Regions from separate parts of the Gasterosteus aculeatus genome. Here region 1 is linked to region 2. A link is a contact called in public Hi-C data. All regions are on one chromosome and are shown on one strand. Each heading gives the region's core, a stretch centred on a gene start, on an enhancer-like site or on the middle of the called end of the contact. The rest is flanking DNA. Distances are from core to core; before and after follow the strand shown.

Region 1 (5,155 bases), core at 128-2,627, 140 kb before region 2:
TGACAGCATGTCAGTCCGTCGCTTCTCCCTGATGGCGTTTCATCGAGGACAGTGCCGCGGCGCGCATACAAGTGGGTTAATTAAAAAGACACACGAGTCAATCAGAGAACATTAACATACTGGAGAGCAGTTTCAATGCACAGGCTTTAGCGTGAGAAAACTTCAAAGGGTTTAAACTGCAGGCACGGAAGGCATAGAAGGCATGAAATGAGCTCTCCAAAAGGAGAGGCTGAAGCCTGCAGGAGGAGAGAGGAGCCTCCTGCTGACTCTCAGGTGCTCTGAGCCTCCAGTGGAGCCCTCACAGCCCACCGGCTGCAGGAGGGCCAGGAGGAGGAGGTGGAGGAGGTGGAGGAGGAGAGCCATCCTCTCTGTTTGTGGATCAAGTTGCATTGTAGGTTTTCATGCATTTCTATGTTGTTGCATGTGCTGCTGTGCAACGTTGCAAAACCATTCCCTCTTACTCAAACATCATGTTTTTGTCATGAGCAAAAATAAAAAGAAAGAAACGTGCAGAGTAAAACTGATTTTTTTATATACATATGCGTGCTGGATGCAGTTTGCAGAGTGCACCTTTTATGCAAAGAAGCACAGCAACAAATGTCCAAAATGCATCACTGCACTTTTGTTCTGTACGATACGCCAGTTTTACACCGGTCAGTGTGTCCAACAGGTATGTGCCATCATCATCATCATCATCATGTAAATCGTCTCCAACAACGCACCAGAATAAATTAACTAATACAAGTAGAGGTGAAAGCATGCTGGGACTGAGGCGGCTGCAGGTTTAAGCGCCCACGGTCCGATGCGCTGCACCTCCAGACGCCCCAAAAACAAACCCGCCATTCCCTGACTCACTTCACGGTCCCCGGACCGAGTCAGCCCGCCACACGGCGGCTCTGACGGGGACATCTCCGTGTCAAAGGAACTTTTTTTTCTCCGGTGTATTAAATTCCGTGCGTTTAAAATAAAAACGCATGCATCCATTCGACATTAAAAAAAAAGAAAGAAAGGTAAAGCCGCCACCGACCGTGATTCATCCAGACAGAGAAACTTACCCGCGTCTCGTAGCGCGTCCTGGCATCTTTATCTCCAACTTGCGTCCTTTTTGTTGACGCTGCACGACCTCCGCAGCTTAACCTTTTGCCTGGATGCAGCCGAGCAGACAGGAGAGCCGGCGTTATTTCCTCTCGGGGGGTGGTGGAGGGTGTGTGGGGGTGGAGGGCTAGGAAGGGGGGGGGGGGGGCGGTGAAGTCCTCTTTGGCACGGGGGGGGGTACCCGAACCCGACGGCGCGCAGCCGCTCGGCGCAGACGGAGCGCTTTATTTCCAAGGGGCGCGCTGCCGCAACACGGAGCCAACGCGGGGTCTAACCCCGCCTGATGGGAGCGCTCGTTGAGCCGACCCCCGTTAACCGCATGACACGAGCGTTTGAGCTTACGACACAGTTGGTCTCCACTAATGACTTCGGCCCGGGGAACCATGCGGGATTCCCCTCCGTCACCTTCTAGAAGAAGACAAAAATAAACAGCAGATGTGAAGATTTCATCCCGAATCGTCGAGGTGATATTTTGCAATTCGGCGTTACATTGATCCAGCAAAGCAAATTTTGACTCTTATTGGCACAGATCCCTCAGTCACTTTGATAAAACACATCAATGGTTCCACGTTGATGTTTTGCGTTATTTGGTTTACTTCCAAATGTCTGAAAATAGTGAAATAATTCCAAAGACGTGAGCCAATTTCCATCAAATTCCTTCTTCTCCAACTCCAAATTGATATATTTCAAAAAGTTTGAGATTGATTTTTTTATGGTGCCACTGAGGAAGAAGCAGGGAGATCAGATGGGGCTGCATGACCTCTGACCTCCATGGTTAATGGCGATGGGTTAACGCACCATTAAGTTTAGGGAGAAACAATTCGTAGCACTGATTGTCAAGCAAAAACCAGAAATATAAATATAATATATATATTTAAAAACATTACACCGGGGGAGACATTGTTCAAATAAATCATCGCTTTCTGTACAACAGACATTTGTGTCCTTGGCTATTTGGTAAATGTGTGGTAATGCAACACATGTGGCCAATTCAACTGCAACAAATCTCACATGTAAATGTTGTCGTTTGCTGGTTCAATTCAATTCTTTTACATTTGCAAGAAACAGCTGATTATTCCCATTTTCCCCTTTCTTGTCATTGTGTGAGAGCAGCGTACCTGATTAGAAAAGGAAAGTGCTTCGTGGGCCTGAAGAGTCCTTTTATTTTCATATCTTGTGTTTGTTTGACCGATCGAATCTCCTCCTATGATCCTCTCCGCTCTTCGGACCACACCGGTTCCCCCGGCTGACCAACGGCTTTACGTTGGGTTGGAGATCCGCCTCACTGAGACGCTATAAGTTACGATGTGTTCTCAGCGAGCAGGGTAACGTGAGTAATGCTTTTCACTTAACACATGGTGATAGAATCCATTGTTTTCAGAGAAATATCGATGCTGTTTAATGATTGGCGGGAAAAAGCCCACATATTTGGATGCCGCGGCCCACTTTTATCTCTCATGGACCTCAGATCGCTCACTAAACACTCTGCCAAGAGTGTGGAAACGACGTGAACCAGGTGAGGGGGGGTTGAGGCCCGATACTCATGCCATAAAGGAGGTTAAGAGAGCTGGTTTAGTGTAACGGATCTCTATAGAGAGGCAGATCCAGAAGAGCTCCACCTGACATGTTCACCCCGCCGACTACGCATTCCTCTTTCCGAGGACGTCATCGGAAGCCCCTCCGCGTGCAGACAGCCGGCGGCGGCGTGGTGGGAAACTTCTTCCCGGCGCCACATCAACTCAGTGCCCCTGATGGCTCCCACTCGCCGCTGAGCCAGACGATTACCACAGTGGCTTCATTCACGCTGCCCCCGACACTCAATTAGTCTCCCACACCCACTCGCTCTGCCAGCGCCCCGCCGCCGCGAGAATGACCCCAGTTGACCCGTGCCAACAGATCGAAGGCTCGCTGTGTTTTTAGGAGAATACTTAAACCATGTGTCTTAGATTTTTTTTTGTGGAAATTTGTCTCTAAGCGCTCAGATTTGAGATTTTAGGGGCTTTTATAGCTGGACAATGTTTCTCCTCACTTATTTTGTTTCAGAATGAGGTATGGTGACGTAACCTCATGGCTAGCTGTAGCTAGCTACCTAGCTTGATCCATGAAGCAGAGAAACTAAATGGCAAGCAGCTTAGTTTGGATTCCTAAAGAAGGTTTTAAAAGTCGTCTTAAAAAAATATTTATTATTATATATATTTCCCCCATGCTAGTAGCTTCTCGTGCTACTTAGTGTGCTTTAGGGGGGGGTGGTTAGACCTTTAGACACAGTCAGGCTAGCTTCCAGCCTTTATGCTAAGCTAGGCAAACCAAGAGGAAAATCCTAGCACTTATCTAAAAGAGAAATCTGAATTCTACGTCACGTTATGAGATTTTTGAATGACTTAGTCGAGGCTCACCAATCCATTATATTTCCAATAAACACCGGCTCACACTCTAAGAAATGCCCCTCGCATCGTTCTATCTCTCTCTCTTAATTACACCGAGTGTATTCGCTCGGGAAGATTTGCTTCTTTTTGATTAATTTCCGGTACGTCGCCCCCCCTCCGTGTTACACGTACCACTTATCTCTCCCCGTCAGCTCATTTGTTTCTCACTCGTAATTTCCACTGCCCGTTTTTTTTGCTTCCCACCTCACATATTCACAGGATTGCATCTTGTAAAGAATGTGAAGTCAGCAGGCGAGGCCTAATGTCTGTCTCATCTCACGGACGGCACCTCTCAGACAGCTTTGGATTATTGCAGTCACTTCACAGCGATGCTGGAGGGGCTTTAACCTCACTTCTTGATGAGATTATTTTTCCCCAAGACACCCCATGATGTAATTTATGCTTCTTTAACACATTTCAGTCGCTGAGCGTTGTTAATATATGCATTATATTTCTACGTATACCTCAGCGCCACTGGACGCCAGGAATTTACCATTATTTTAAAGGTATAATTCCGTAAATGCTTTTTACACTATGTTACCGGAAAATGGATAACTGTATGTTACCGTAAACTTGAACGAATTTTACTGTGAATTAACTGCAATTTACTGGCAGTCGACGCTAGAAACTTACTGTTTTATTTACAGTGCCCTAGCGTAATTTACGGTATGTTGTCGTATATTGGATTACAGTTTCTTACCATAAGATTACTGTTTTTGTGTTATAAAGAAAGACAACCAAACTCATTTCGGTCGTAGTGGTTGGAGTTTATTAGATGCCTTTAAGACAAAAATGTTCGGCATTTGTAACCAAGATCAAAACATAAAATATGCCGCATGTATACAATGATAAAAAAATGAATCATAAAATCATTAGGAACAAGGTAAACTAACTGCAACAATACGCTATGGAACACTTTCAATTGACCGCAGCAAGCGGCTGGCGTGCTTAATCCAGAGCCTCTGGAAAACAAACCAAAATAAAATATTTAGAAACACTGTCATTGGTAAAATATTAAAATTACAAAGTTGAGGAAGACAACAAGATGTAAGGAAGGAGCATGTTAATCATGCTAAGCAAATAACACTTACCAACGTTACTTGGAGCGACGAGGCAATGAGAAACTCCTCCGATGTTGAACTGCACTGACAGGTGTTCTGGATGAACTGAGATTACGCGTCTGACGTCACGTTCAGGGTCCGTCGGTCACGATTAACACTCAAATGACTTTTAAGCAATGAACACTTTGAATAATCGAAATATTTATAATCTTTACATTCCGGCCACTGAAACGACAGCAAAGGCGGCGCTTGGGATAGGGAGGGTGTGCTGTGCAGTTGAAGTTGAAGTGTCCCTGAGCAAGACACCTGACCCCCAATTACTCCACATACAATTATGTCACAACATGGGCGTTTTGGATAAAAGTGACAGCTGCATGTACAGTAATGTCCTGTAAGTCAAAGTCATCATCGTATCTCATGAGATACTCATATCTCATTATGATGACCTACAGGACCTGTTTTTCAGTGGCTGACATGGGCTTCCGTACATTAACCTACAACAGATGTAGATGGATTGTGATTCACTGCACTTGTATGTGTATTTCCATCACTTCATAAAATATATGTAAGATG
Region 2 (5,224 bases), core at 744-3,243:
TTTGATGGGGGGGGGGGGGGTCGAGGCACAAGCTGGAAGTGTCGGCTTCTAGCGTGTGCCTCGTGTGTCCTCCGACTGTTTGAGGAGTAAATAATGACTCTCGGCCAGTGTCCCTCTTTAATGTAAACAAAATGTTTATAGAAAATCCTTTTATTTTATCAATGCAACCGTCGAAGTGGAAGGTTTTCTGGCGCCCCATTTTGTTTGAGAACTTCTCAAACGTCTATGAAATATACAAGTCAACAATAAACGCTATATGGCCACTTCTTTTAGCATGAGTTGGGGGGGGGGGGGGGGGGGGGCGGTGGAGGTTTACAACAGGGAAACATGCAAGAATTACCTGCTGCAGCCGCCTCTATCTGGGCCATGTGTGACTCCAGCACCTTTGGGTCCCTGGAGCTGTAGGGTCCCAGCTCGGGGTAAAAACTTGAGGCGATATCGTCTGGAGGCGTGTGCCTTCCTTGGGCATGACTGGCGGCGATCTTGGGGTCCCAATGGGGCACCAGCACGTGATCCCAGTGGATGTACTTGTTGTCCATGCTGGGGGAGCCGTACCACAGGTAGTAGAAGATGTGCACGTCGTAGAAAATGCTGTAGTCTCGGTCCGACTTGGTGAACACCACCTTGGTGTCACTGCCGCCCGTGTGGAAGTGGCCCGGCGACGCCACCGCCGCCGCCGCCGCGCCTTTCGCGTCCAGCCGCCTCCTTTCGGATCGCTCCCCGACGAAGTCCATCCCGGGGGCCAGGTCCGAGAAGCCGTCGCTCGGCTTCAGCGTCCTGAGCCCCATCATGGCCCCGAAGATGAAGAGCGTGAAGAGGAAGAGAGCCACGAGCGCCTTCCTGCGCAGCCGAGTCATGGTCGCTGTCCGTGGTGCTGCGGGCGAGCGGCCGGTGACGCGCGCTCTCCTCTCAACGCCGCCTGCGGCTCTTCGTGTTTACAGCGCGTAGTGATAATAATGCTGGTAATAATAATACTAATAATGATAATGAAAAGAGGCTTCAGTCACTGCAGAGGGTGGCGCATAATCCAGTCTGTTAAACGCAAGAGAAGCGATGTCATTTCACCTCCATCGTCACGACCCGGAGGGATCCCGCGCGACGACGCTTCGACGGGTCTCCTTCTCACCGCCCTGCGAGCTCTTTGTTCGGCCCCATCCTCTCCTCTTCGAGAGGGACGTGGGAAATCGGCTGTGCTGCTTTTATTTTTTCATCTTGTTTTTGTGTCAGTCCACACAGCTCCCTCTTTACAAAACAAAAGCCACTCTGATGGAGGTTTCTGCGGCTTCCTTCGCTCTCCTCTTCGTGTCATCCCATCGTTTTATTTTGTTCTGGGGTTTTTTCTGACGCACTTTCGTCACTGAATGTTCCTGTCAGAAACACTTGTTTTTCTTGTGCGAGCATAGCGGGCGGTGGATTTACCCCAACCGGAAATATTGTATGAGGGGTGATTAATGCCACAGGAGCGGCAGGGGGCGGAGCAAAAGGGTCTTCTTGTTTTATTTGGGGGGGGGGGGGTCATCTCTTACAAGCGTTTCTGAGGGGCCCACGAGAGGGGTCAGCATCCGCTTTCTTAATGAATGAATTCCCTGCAAGGAAGCAAACAGAAAACCCTTTGGTTGCCCCTATAAGTATCACCCGTAATAACACAATTAATTCAGGATACTTTTGCAAAAAGTATGAGTAAATAATATATCAAGTGTGTTTTGATTTTTATATTATGACACTTAATGAGACATGGCACTGCATTGAGGACAAGCCTGTGACGTGATGACGATGAGTGTACTATAGTGCGTATACAATGTTGACAATGTCTCTGAGAAGTCAAGCTTGAAATGACATCTAGTGGCAAAAATGAAGTGGTGCATTTTATCATATTTGTGATTGGCAATTATCTCACAACAGTCTTTCAAAGGAGGCTATGATCCATGTCCATGTCCCCTTCATCTACAATAGATTAAAGACGAACATTTTGCAGAAAAATAAATCAGTTATCTAATGCATCATCTTTCATTTGATTTTAAAATGTTTGAAACCAAATTGATAACAATTGTTTTTGCAAAACATGTTTGTATTATAAAGTGAAAAAAACAATCAAGAAGAAAAAAAGAAAAAAAAACCTCCCCTCCCTGTTTTATTGTGGATACGTTTTCTAATATAAATATATAAATCCTTTAAATCAACCTTATAGGTTGCGTTATGAGGTGATATATGACACAATCAATCACTTCTGTAACAAAAGGGTTGTCAATTGTTTCCTCCCCTCGTACAAATGCAGAAATGTCACATAAAGAGAAGCATTTATTTGTGTTGGTGGAGCTGTTCCTGATAATTAACTGAACGTGTGATGTGGGCTACTTTTTAGTTAATCATTTCATGCATGGTCCTGTCACCATATATGCTTTTATTAAAAATATGTCGTGTATCAAACACGCCCCTCTGCACCGACGGCGAATTAATCCAACGCTGAAAATAGTCCACAACACACGCGGCATTTATCCTAAAACTATAAATGGAGAAAAAATAAATCTGAGTTTTTCTTGCAATACAAAAGATGCAGAACAACACCGGAGTAGTCCTTTAAGTTTTAAATGACTACGCGGAGGGTTAACACCATCTGGTGGAGGTGTCAGAGGGGACACACTGTCATTGTTGTCCCGAGGCTTCGTTGCGGAAGGGATATCTGTCACAACATGGCAGCAAGCTATGGATTTGTTATCGATTGGGGTTTATGGATCGATTCCCCCCTCCGGAGGAGGGGTGAAAGGTGAGCGGACGGGCTTCCCATGTGGGGCTGCTGCTTATTCAGATCCTCTAGAAACACACGTGGGCCCGAGCAGCCGCTTAAACCCGACAGCTTTACGTTCACGCCGCCTCAACGGTGCTTTGATTCATATTCAAATACTCTCTGCGTCTGTAAGTGAGAGGAAACTTTCCAACGACAGTGGCACACCAGCGTGTGTGTGTGTGTGTGTGTGTGTGTGTGTGTGTGTGTTGATCCTCTGTTGAAAAAGTGCGTGCCAAGGCTTTGTTCCCACAAGCCCCTCCGCGTGACCTCGGTCACCTTAGGGTGGCCGGCCCGGTCGTGTGGCGGCTGCCGGGCCTTTCCGTTTCCATGGCAACTTTCAGAGCGCCTCCGGCCTCACGATTGGAGGCATGGACGGTGGGGGTCATTTGTTTTTCATCAGGCAACACCTCACTGACGTATAGATGGATATATAGACATTAAGCTGCACATGTTCACGGGAGAGTCACAAAAAATAAGGCTGGCTTAAGCTCCCTGTGTGTGTGTGTGTGTGTGTGTCCTTCCCTGACTCAGAGGTGACGAGAGCCGGTTTGTGGTGCCGTACAGCAGCTTGAGCGTGGCTAATCATTTTTTAATACGTGTGGGTGAATGACTCCAACGGGGCCACCGGATGTTTTTTTTAATATAAACTGTAACAGGTGTATGTGAATCACCTCTGCAGGAAAAATGCAAGGAGCTTTATTCCACCAGCAAGAAATCCATCCTGAAATGAGGAAGAGGGAGAATTTCAACTTAAATGCAGCCCAAGAAAAAGAAAGAACATTTAGGAGCGATATTTGAGGACAGCTGGCTGACAAAGATGTGTAATACTTAAAACTAAACTCATGTCTTTATTCAAAAAGAAGTAACAAATCCATGACTCCTTCATTTAAATACAAATTCAAAACATACAATATATACAATATTTCACTAACTCTTAAATGATAGTTATAAATGATCAATTTAGAGTGTTTTGGGGGCATAAGGGGTTCTCAAAAGACCCAGACTAAAATCCCTACACATTAACCTCAAAAAACCGTACATATCTAATTTAGATGACTTGCACGATGCACGACGTGCCTAAATTTACACAAGAAATGTTCAAAGTAATCGTTATCGTTAGGATATGTTAAGGGATTTATAATGGACGTGCATGAATTCATAGGAAACCCTTACGATTTACGAAAAGACCATCGCAAAAACCTCAACACAATTTCTCACAAAGAGGATTCTCATAATTCAATGGTTGATAATGTATTCGGGGGGTTTACTGGATTATCTGCACGCTTTAAGGGTTACTTGTAAAAACACCTTCAAATAGGAATTTTGAAGGGTATCTATCCTAAAATCTGTCATTGTTTTTTTACAAACAACCCAGCTCATTTGTTGTTTGTTGTTTCATTTGTTGTTATATTCCCTGTACATATAGTCCCAAATAATTTGTAAAGTCTGCTTTGAGGTGAAGATTCTGATCGGATTCATGCAAAAAAGAATGGAAACACCGTCTTTAATTTGAACAGTAGCTGCAAAATGCTTTGCAGATGGGTTCTATTATGTGTGCGTGCGCGTGTGTGTTTGTGGGAGAGTGCAGTGGGCGGGGTGATGTCTCTCCAGGCCTTTGGGTGCCACAATAAGCTGTATCGTCCAAAGCCCTGATTGGTCATTTTGTCAATTATTTTGCCTCCCTCATTGGACATGTGTGATTTATCTGCGACTAGAAATCACGTGGACTTGACCGAAAAGGTGGCTGTGTGTGCGTGTGTGTGTGTGTGTGTGTGTGTGTGTGTGTGGGGGGGGGGGGGTTACTAGAGGTAGGAGGGTCAAAGGGGTTCTGCATATTGCGGAGAAAGGGAGCGGGGAGAAGGCATTTGTTCTCCTGGAGGATTACACGCACAATCAACACGGAGAGAGCGTGCCCGGGCTTCCAGCATGCACTTAACTCATTAGGTCTGAGATTTTGTGGGCCGGAGCTGTTTTCTGCAGGAGGCCCGAGGAAACCTCCCACCATGGCAGAAGGTATGGATGCTCTGAAAGAAGCAAAGAGGTTCAATAGAAAGAAGATGAAAGGGGGGAGGCTTTTCTTCCTCTGGCATTGTCTTCTTGTTTCGTCTCTTAAAGGGCCGGGTGGTGGTTGTCTATTCAGAAACGTCTCTGTAGACCCGGTGTGTGTGTGTGGTGTTGGGGGGGAGGTGTATGGTTGTTATAATGTGGACGTAGTGGACAGCAGCTCAGCGCGCTGTAAAGCAGCAGAGAGCGGCGGGATGGGCTCTGCTTCCAAGACCAGTTTTGCAGGTAGACCATAAATATTTGTAATATTGTCCAAGAAGAAGGAAGATGTATTTTATTTTGAAGGCCTGCTGATACTTGCACGTGCCCTAAGGACCTATATAGACACATATTATGAAATGTAATAGTTTCTGTTGTTGTAAACGAGTGAGCATA

Evidence for each region. Hi-C and Micro-C count contacts between places; a contact is called where the count stands out from the background.
Region 1: a Hi-C map of skeletal muscle shows a contact between it and region 2, with 5 times the contacts expected there. The contact joins the promoter of LOC120826048 here to the promoter of maneal in region 2. A contact is called at or near these places in 2 of 6 Hi-C or Micro-C datasets (both in skeletal muscle).

What each region holds. Positions count from the first base shown.
Region 1 is chr10:14,681,633-14,686,787 of fGasAcu3.hap1.1, reverse strand. It overlaps LOC120826048 (retinoic acid receptor beta), which reads right to left and starts at 1,377. Exons shown (of 9, transcript XM_040187965.2): 1 at 1,056-1,377.
Region 2 is chr10:14,546,429-14,551,652 of fGasAcu3.hap1.1, reverse strand. maneal (mannosidase endo-alpha like) reads right to left here and starts at 1,993. Exons shown (of 4, transcript XM_040188466.2): 1 at 341-1,993. The coding sequence starts at 857. The region is part of intron 1 of rpl15 (ribosomal protein L15); the gene reads right to left. LOC120826492 (protein lin-28 homolog A) reads left to right here and starts at 4,584. Exons shown (of 4, transcript XM_040188844.2): 1 at 4,584-4,798. The coding sequence starts at 4,789.